Regions from separate parts of the Mus musculus genome. Here region 1 is linked to region 2. Evidence: chromatin contacts called from public HiChIP or PLAC-seq data. All regions are on one chromosome and are shown on one strand. The core of a region is the stretch at or near the end of the contact, and the rest is flanking DNA. Distances in the headings are between cores, read along the strand shown.

Region 1 (4,906 bases), core at 2,265-4,764, 890 kb after region 2:
GTAGGCTACATTTTTATGTTCACCAGTTTCCCAGGTTCGTCTTATTATTTTCGGTGTAAACAAATCACTCTTGTTTTTTCAGAATGATTTTAGAATTGACATATTTGGAGACAAAAATATCCTATTATATTGCAGATGTTTGTTGATACTAGGGCATTCATTTTTTATGTGTGTTAATCTATTCCCATTCCCTTATTAGATGAACATTTTTTCGTTTAGACTATAGTCTTCTTGACCCTCACATCTAAAAAAGTCTCCATAGCTAATTGACCCCAGGCATTACATTTTCTCACAACCTTTGCATGTGCTCTGAGCTGTTATGAGCTCTACAGTCCTTTATATGAGATTTTTTTTCTGCTTGCTGCCTCTTGCCCCAATTTGAAACCAGAATTCTTTTTTACAAAGCATAACAGTGAAAAATACAATAATGTGTGAAAAATTAAAGACATCAATCAAAATTCCCTACACAGACACAACTGCACAGGTATACAAGTATGCTACAGTACACACACACACACACACACACACACACACACACACACACACACGATTCAGGGATAAAGGTACAGTTATTACAACTTACAACTTAAATGAGGTCTAGGCTCTCAAACACACTCTCTGAGAGCTTACTTCCTCTTTCTCCTCTCAGAACGACTTAATCTCAGAAGCCATCTGAATCCATATAACCCCGCAACAGAGAAGATTTAGAACTGGCTATCTGATTGACTTTCTGTTTCATGTCCTGCTTCTTCATGTTTTCATACCCCTCTCTTTAGTTCACACAGCATTTTGCTTTGCCAGCTACAAAGGTAGGCAGCTGCTTTTTTTCTACATCAGGGCGTCTGAACCTCAGGGCTATTTTAATTTTCAAACAATCAGGTAATTATTTGTGTGGGAAGCAATCTCTGAATTATAGAGTATTTGGCAAGTTCTCTGGTGACTCCACATTATGTTAGCATCCCCCTACCCCAGTTAAAACAATCAAAAAATATTTCTTTTTGAAACAGGGTTTCTCTGTGTAGCCCTGGCTGTCCTGGAACTCACTCTGTAGACCAGGCTGGCCTCGAACTCAGAAATTCGCCTAGCCTCTGCCTCTCAAGTGCTGGGATTAAAGGCGAGCGCCACCACTCCAGGCCTAATCAAAATGTTTCTTAACACCACCAGTTGTCAGTATGGATTGGGGTAGGGAAAATCTTCATAGGGTCTAACCCAGCGACACACAGAATGAAAGCAAACTACGGAAATACAGAGGCAGAAGAGAAGACCACATTTTTGACCAGGGTGCTTTAAGATGTAAATTCTCCAAGGGGACCTTTATGCTTAGATAATTTGGACAGATTACTGTAACAAGAGGTAGAAATGTCAGAACTGTATCCAAGATCTCACTCCTGATCTCTGATCATTGCTGTCACTCAACTTGGCTTTTCTTTTGGAGGTCTTCTCGTAGTGATTGGAGCTTTTTTTGGATATCAGTCAGCACACCGATTTTCTGCTCCAAAACAGACAAAGACTGCGCAATGCAAAAATCCACATCACCGTTGACTCCCTCAGCCGTTTCTTGGATGGCCTCCCACCACTGGTTGGACCTGCTCCATGAAGCTGCTGGCTCCTTTTTTGATGTGAGTTCATCACTTTCTTTCTCTTCCTCTTTCTCTACAGTAGGTATCTGAATAACTTCATCCCTCTGAAGGGACTTTCCCGAATTCGTATTGTCGTTTTCTATCATCAGTGGTACCTCATGGCCAGGTGGAGAGACACAGTGATGGTAGGGCCTTGCCTCTAAAGCTAATTCTTTGACTCTGTTGGCGTATCTTAAAGTATTGAGAGTATTCTCACAGGAAGTCATCCCGGGTGAGATTGTCGCGATCATGCACGTATAGGAGTTCTGCCCTATGAAGGAATCCCGTAGCACCTGCGTGAGTTTGCTGGCTCTGAATGGGGTATGAGACTTGTTCTTACCCAAAGCCCTGATGCACTCTTTCAGGGCTAGCAGACTTTTATTGATCTCAGCCCCTTCCAGCTGCCTCTTCCGGGTGGCCTTGGCAGTATCTGCTCCCCTTTCGTTCCCAGCTAAGTCAACCAGGGAAAACTTGCCGTGCAGCTTCCCTCCAGCCTTGAGAATGAGCTGGAACACAGCATGGCTCCTGGAGGAGTGGGCGTTGACCGAGGTCTGACCGGAAGTCCGACAGCTGTTCCCGAGCTCCACCAGATTCAGGACTTCCTCCACACAGCTCACCTCCTGCTCCTGCAGCCCCACCACTTGGACTTGCTGATTTCCATCCTCCAGGACTTGTAGTTTCTTCTTCCAGTTCAACAGATCGTACACTTTGCCACCATAGATCTCAAAAAAGGTCCCATAGACTTTGAGTTCCAATTTCTCATAGGCTGGGGTTTTTAGTAGGAGGAAGACATCCTGAGCTACCAGGGCGTAAATGCCTTTAGAACAATCTTGGGCCTTTCCTAAAAAGGCTCCGCCCATCGTGTGGGTTTTTCCACTGCCAGTCTGCCCGTAGGCAAAGCAAGTTGCCATGCCCTTTCGGAAGATGGACTCCACAAGAGGCCTGGCGGTGAACTGGTAAACTAGTTCATTGGATGCCTTGTCGTCGAAGGCGTGGTCAAAACAGAAGGTCTGGTTTTCCAAGTAGCGGGTCAGGTCCACCTTTTGTTTAGACTCGTGGACCATGACTACATTGTGCGAGGGAATAGTGATGATATCGAGGTCCTTCATCGTCGTCTCTCTCTGATTAAGAGGGCGCTTTCTCACACACACACAGATCCGGTGGTCTTCTGGGGGCTCCAGGCTGGACATCTTGCTGCTATCTAGACGCCTGCGATACTCCTCAATCATGCGCATAGTCTCGAAGTTCGGATTTCCAGTGTTGATGTCAAGGGCTCGTCTAGCTCGGATCTCTAGCTGCAGTCGGCGGCGCTTCTCTCTCTGCTTCTGCAGCTTTTCAATTTCCCGTAGGCAGGGGGATTTTTTCCGCTTCATCAGACAAGGGTTGCTGGGGATCATCAGGGTTTGGCTGTCCCCTGAGGGTGTTTCATTTCTGTGTGGGATCATCGCAATCCACTTGGTGGCTGTACGCTGGTCTCCAATGGCAGTAGATGGTACTACAGACACTGGGCGCAGGGGCCTACGTGACCGTTGGTGTTCAAGAGAGGCCAGAGCCGGATTCAACAGAAGTACAGTCTCCAGTTCGATCTTCTTTCCTTTTTTGACTCCTTTCTCAACCCACTCTACTGTGACCCAGGAGTTTTCTCTGTTGATCTCTGTGACCACAGCCAGGTGAATCCGTTTGTCACTGCGCTGGATTGCCACACAGATGCCAACCTGGAAGTCTGTGAAGTGGGATTTCAGAGGTTTAAGGGGTGAGAGGCGTGGGGCCAGAGGAAGGCAGAACTGGCTGGCCATGGTGAGTGGAGTTACCAGGGCTCGTTTTCTGAGCCTCTTGGCGTTGGCACAACAGGACCGGAGTCCAAGCCAGCCTGAATGTCCAGAGCTCGAGCATTGATGTGTGTTGCTCATGCCTTTGTGAGCCAGGCACCTGGGTATTGGCTGAGGGTCCTTTCGTCACAAAGGGACCAAAGAATGGTGCTGAAGAGATGGGGGTCTGTAGGTGAAGACGTGTTAACATCTGTGTTAGGGTAGGGCAGAGACAGCTGAAACAGATTTTGCCCTGCCAGTGAGCATGGGTGGATCTAAGGAGTGTGCGTGCGTGCGTGTGTGCGTGCGTGCGTGTGTGCGTGCGTGCGTGCGTGTGTGTGTGTGTGTGTGTGTGTGAGAGAGAGAGAGAGAGAGAGAGACAGAGACAGAGACAGAGACAGAGACAGAGAGATAGAGACAGACAGAAACAGACAGAGACAGACAGAGACAGACAGAGACGGACAGAGACAGACAGAGACAGACAGAGAGATGACAGAGAGACAGAGACAGAGAGACAGAGAGAGACAGAAACAGAGAGACAGAGAAAGAGACAGAGAGACACAGAGACAGAGAGACAGAGACAGAGAGACAGAGACAGAGACAGAGACAGAGACAGAGACAGAGAGACAGAGAGACAGAGACAGAGAGACAGAGACAGAGAGACAGAGACAGAGAGACAGAGAGACAGAGACAGAGAGACAGAAAGAGACACAGAGACAGAGAGAGACACAGAGACAGAGAGACAGAAAGAGTCAGAGAAAGAGACAGAGAGACAGACAGAGGCAGAAACAGACAGAGGCAAGAGAAATGAGGTCTGGAAAAAAGTCGTGGAAGTGTGCTTTTGGTCCATGTAAACACCATGGAAACTTATGCTTTGCACATATCCATTCCCCCTGAGAATCTGACATCTGTAGTTTTGAGTTTAAGCACAGTTATGAAATCCCCTTGAGCACTCTAGGGATCAGTGCGAACAGATACAGGTAAGGAGTGTTACAAATCTGGGATTTTAGGGAAAAAATGCAACAAGACACTGTTGAAGAATGCTCTAAGTGTGCCACCTTCTTCCATGCTTGTCTAATGCACACAGCATAAAGTTATGCAAGTTTAATGGACTTTCTCATTACAAAATCAGAACGAGTTGAAGAGAGCAGGTCATTACTGTAGTTTGTTAAGGCAGAACTTTGCTACAGCACCAGAGCTTGCAAACACAAGATGTTTATCGCATCCCAAGTGCTTCCTGACAGGTACAAAGTGAATGTTATTGGGATTCCTGTCACTGCAGAGGTTGAGAGGAGTTTAGTAATTACAACAGAAAACCCCACCAGTAATTACACCTCTGGACTCATTATCTTAAAGGAGAGCCTTCCATGATCCAACAAAATTCTCTCTCTCTCTCTCTCTCTCTCTCTCTCTCTCTCTCTCTCTCTCCTCCCTCCCCTTCCTCTCTCCCTCACTCCCTCTCTTTTCTGACTGTCTCCT
Region 2 (4,727 bases), core at 2,063-4,562:
GCACTTGCCATTAATATATAACCAATAATCATTTTACCATGTTTTCTTCATCAGCACACTCTAGACAAAATCTGGCTCTACCAATTATCCTTTAAGAATGTTCAGGGAAATGTACAAGTTCGCTTTTTATCATAATCTACAGTTGACTAAAATCAAAGTTGCAGTGCTTGTTGAATGACTTTGTTTTTCTTTTCTTTTTGTTATTTAGTGGCTTCAAGTTTAGATAATATATCAATACCCAGCACATCTTGTATGAGCACAGTATGAACTTGGGTGCGCTGGTAGGATAACAGATAAATACTTGTCCCCTGACAAGGAAAGAAAAGATTGCTCAGTCGTTTCGAACAATCAAGATGAGGGTCGGTCACCACGTGCCTGGACAACAACCCCTGGAAGCCACTCCAGTCTGCTTCTGCATAGTGTTTCTGTTACATAAAACACTGGCAATCAGAGCAGGAGAAAGCTCTAAAGAAAGAAACAATGTATCCCTCTCTTTAAAAGATTTTTTTTTCCAAAATGATGAATTTAAGTGAGACAACAACAAAATTTAAATTAGTAAAGAAAAGGTAAAGAAGGCGACAAGCTCTAATGACCTCTTGGGGTCCCCTGCATGCTGGAGGAGGAAGTTGTCCCCACTGTCGGCCTGCCATCCTCACAAGGCAGGAAGTAAGCGGTCTGTCAACCAAAACACCCAAACCTTGGCAATGGAAACCGAGCTGCAGTTCTGATGGATCTTTTCAGGCAGAAATGCACAGATACCACGGTAACCTTACCCGTCCTGTGTGGTGTTAATTATGTCACAGATGTGCAGGAACTGGCCCCAGTCTTCAGTCAGAACTCCAGCAAAAGTGGCCTTTTCTGTGAAGATAAAATTGCTCGTGTTGAGTCTGAGCCACAATGGAGAGAAAAAACAAAACAAAACAAAACAGAACAGAACCTCATGTCCTTGAAATAATCTGCTTGGGGGTCAGGGTGCACGAACAAGTACCATTAAGTTTATGCTACCAAAGGGTAAAGTGATTTCTTTTCTCTCCTCCTGAACAATTCTCAGTAACTCAGGAATCGATCAGAAGCCAAGGCCAGAGTGCTGCTGTTTCGACAGCAATGAGTGAGCCACTACGAAAGCCTGCAACAAATCTCCAGCCTCCAGTGGCTTTCAGAAGCCAGAACTAGAGATCTGTGCCTTACTGGGCAGACACGGACGAGGTGAACAGCACATCACTAAGTCTATTCTCTTTTAACCCATGGTTACAGATGATGAAAGAGAAATTCAGAGAGAGTAAGGAGATTAACCTAGGTCACACATCAAGTATGATGGGGAACTTGCATTCAAATCAAGGGTATTTGCGATATTTATATTTTTAAAGTATGTATCGGGAGGGGTGTGAGGAAAAAAAAAAGGCAGAGCTAGCACAATTACAGAGCAAGATGGCTTCCGGCATCAAACTTACACCAGGCAGATTTACATACTCACACCCTTGACATTTCCTTCTCTAGATGACTTCATTAAGGACACAGGACCAGGGTCAGAAAACCGCTAACGCAGTGGGTCTCAACCCTCCTAATGCTCTGACTCTTTAGTACACTTCCTTATGTTATGGTGACCCCCAACCATAAAATTGTTTTCACTGCCTACTTCACAACTGCAATTTTGCTAGTTATAGATTGCAACGTAGATATCAGTGTTTTCCCACGGTTTTAGGGGATCCCTGTGAAAGGGTCATTGGAACCCCTTCCCCAAAGGGTCTCAACCCACAGGTTGAGAAACATTACTGTACTGTCTGCCTGCTTATTGGCATCTATGACAAAGATACCCATGTACGGTGCAAACCATAGTGTGTGGCTTTAATGGGGTTCTAAATGGACAAAGCTGGGCCATCTTGCTCGTGTCGCTAGGCACACATTGTTCTTCCATCTGGATACTTCTTTCTCTCAACATGCTCATTCCTAGAGAACTCTTATTCACACTTCAAAGGCTGTGGCCGAGTTCGTTTCTCCCTTTTTTAAAGTTTTGTTTGCAAACTACGTGGTATCTTTCAGTATTATAAGGGTATCTTAACAGTGGATGCTGCAGAATATGGCCATTCTCCTTATCACCAGGTAAGTTCCCTGGGGGATGGGACTATGCCTTCCCGAAGGCATCCAGCTAGTAGTTCTAAATGTTTTCAAAACTAAGGGATAATCGGACATTGCCGAAGTGCCTTTTGCCTGCGAAGCTTCAGCGAGGATCCATTTCTGCTCGGAACTCGTTCTAAGACATACTATTCAGCAAGGAGATGGGCAGTTACAGTGCTTTTCCTAGAGGGCAGCTCTCTTGCAGTATTGTAAAGATGTGGAAACTCAGGTTTAAGTTCAAAGGTGCGGCCCATCCCCGCAGCAGTTAGTTTAACTTACTTCCAATCTAAACTTTCTGAGACTGAGTCTTAGAACTACCAGGTTCATAGGATTTCATCACCCCACCAAGTTCCCAACAGTTTGCCTGTCATTAATACACCCTGGTGCCACACCCTGTCCCCAAGGGAGGGGGCAGGGTAAAGAAGGGAGCTGAGGTGGCAAAAAGCCAATTGTATGTAGTCAGTGACTTCTGCATCCACCTCTGTAATTCAGAACACAAACACAAGGGATAAGGAAGGACCAGGCTGGCTGGATTGGAGGGTGATGCGTGGTCTAAGAGCCTCAGTGACTGCAGACGGCCCCTCTCCCAATCTCCCTCTTTAAGCAAAAGGCCGGCTCACATCGCTTGGGCTGTGCGCTGGAGAAAATTGGTTTGGAGAAACCTGCCTCTCAGGGTGAGATCACGTCAATTAGCGTCTCAGATCTCTCTTTCTGGTCTGTAAAATGGGTATAACAATAAGGTGCTGAGAGTGGACGACGCACTTTATGAAGAACCTTCCCCGGGTCAAGAAGTTTCCACTTTCTCCTCCCAGCGGTCCCAATACTCCACGCAGTGCTGTGCTGCGGGCCACCTGCTTGCTCCACTCGCCCAGCATTTTGAACTTTGCATTTTTTTCGGAGAGGTTCTGGTATGAGTGAGCCAAACTCAGAAAGGTGGAAAGTGGCCGCAGGTGGCACGCAGGTGGCGTGGGAAAGCTGCGGGGGAGGGTAGCATTTCCTCCGACTTGGTCCAACTCGCCCCCCACCCTCCAATCGAGAATGGAGTGGAACCGGCAAAGCTCCCACGGTTCCCCAAGCCAGCCGGGATGTTACTCCCTGCGCCTCCTTACCTATGAGGTGACCCACAGAGGTAGCGTAAGGATCGCGGTGACTCTTCCCAAACGCCATGGTAGCTCCAGAGAGCCCTCCCAGGAAATCCGCCTCCACCGCCCTCCGACTCCACCCGCTCCGTGCCCGAGGCTCCTCCTCTCCGCTCCAGCGCTTGGCTGCCGCGGAGAGGCGCCAGGCAGCGAGCAGGGCGGGGACCCGGGGGACTTGGCGCACCTGCCGCGTGCTCCTGGCGCTTCCCGCACCTCGTGACTCTAGGTGGGCTGGGAGCCCGGGTGGAGTGATGTGACTCCGCACCCCGGGCCTGCGAACTCAGAGTCCAGCTCCAACATCTCCACCGCAGGGCTGAAGACCGCTCCCCTCTCTTTGGAGACTAGACAGTGTGGGATTAGTTGCTAACACAGACTCGAGGGTTATTGCTAAGGTTTATTCAGACAAGGACATAGACCTCTCAAGTCACACACCTCCAGAACAATGAGACTTCGCCTATCACCACTCCGGAGGTCCCTGAACCGATTTTTGCGCCCTACCCTTTAAATCTACGGAACTGGGAGGAGGATGGGCTGTCTAGGAGAGCCAAGACCTCCCTTGAGCCCGGGCTTTGTTTTTCACCCGTTTCCAAGAGGGACCACGAGGCGCCACCACACAAGCTTTTGGCTTCTAGCTCTATCTCCTAGGAACCCTGCTTTCCAGCCTTATGGTGAAAGGAGAGAGGGGCCTTTCCTGGGGCTCTGGCAGGAAATATGTTTGGTATGTAAATCCACATTAAGAAACCAAACCTCTCTGTTTCTATTTGAACCAAGATTTCTTTTTCCTTTTCCGCGGCACGGCTAACATCAGATACCCATGCTTCTGATCTGTAGGATGCCTCCTGAGACGATGGGCTACTCTGCTGGTAGATTTTGCTTCCTGTAGCTAACTGGGACTGAGCTTCACATTAATAGTGGGTTTATTCCCCCCACCCCGAAATGGTGACTAGAAAGAGCAGGAGGACCTGGCCTGACTCATGTTTTTGGTCTTCCATATTTTAGCATAGATGTCAAAACCAATTACATTATGCTCCAAGTGGCTATCATTTGTTGTATTGATCCGGAATCTTCCTCCACCTCCCCCTGTTTGTCCTCCTCCATGAGTGAGTTAACATCGGGATCCTACAATGTAAAATACGGCATTTTTGTTATGATGGTGTTTCTTATGATGAGGTCAGTCCTACCTGAAATAGGACATGCCTATCAGGCTCACTAGCTGTTTCATGTGGTGCGATCTCTCCACTGTGGCAGTCAAGTAGTCTTTACAGCTGATGTTGAAAACCTCTTTTGGCTCTCTCAGCAGCCTGATCTCTGTCTGTCCCTAGCAAATCATTTTGCCTTCATTGCCGTGTGTGATGGGGCAACATTAAGAAGAAAGTCAAAGGCTGGAGAGATGGCTTAGCAGTTAAGAGCACTGACTCCTCTTCCAAAGGTCCTGAGTTCAATTCCCAGCAACCACATGGTGGCTCCCAACCA

The links. HiChIP or PLAC-seq counts read pairs in DNA pulled down with a chosen protein or histone mark.
Region 1: a contact with region 2 is called in an H3K4me3 HiChIP or PLAC-seq map of embryonic forebrain, with 9 times the contacts expected there. The contact joins the promoter of Kif2b here to the promoter of Tom1l1 in region 2. A contact is called at or near these places in 10 of 39 promoter capture datasets (the 3T3-L1 cell line, the C10 cell line, cranial neural crest and 4 more), 1 of 484 Hi-C or Micro-C datasets (cortical neurons), 5 of 115 datasets of contacts at active chromatin or transcription factors (astrocytes, embryonic forebrain, embryonic stem cells and 1 more) and 1 of 9 other capture datasets (embryonic stem cells).

The regions. Positions count from the first base shown.
Region 1 is chr11:91,574,041-91,578,946 of GRCm38.p6, forward strand. Kif2b (kinesin family member 2B) reads right to left here and starts at 3,515. Exons shown (of 1, transcript NM_028547.3): 1 at 1,246-3,515. The coding sequence starts at 3,415. The coding sequence ends at 1,409.
Region 2 is chr11:90,684,289-90,689,015 of GRCm38.p6, forward strand. Tom1l1 (target of myb1-like 1 (chicken)) reads right to left here and starts at 3,313. Exons shown (of 16, transcript NM_001357543.1): 1 at 3,225-3,313; 2 at 774-858. The coding sequence starts at 3,282.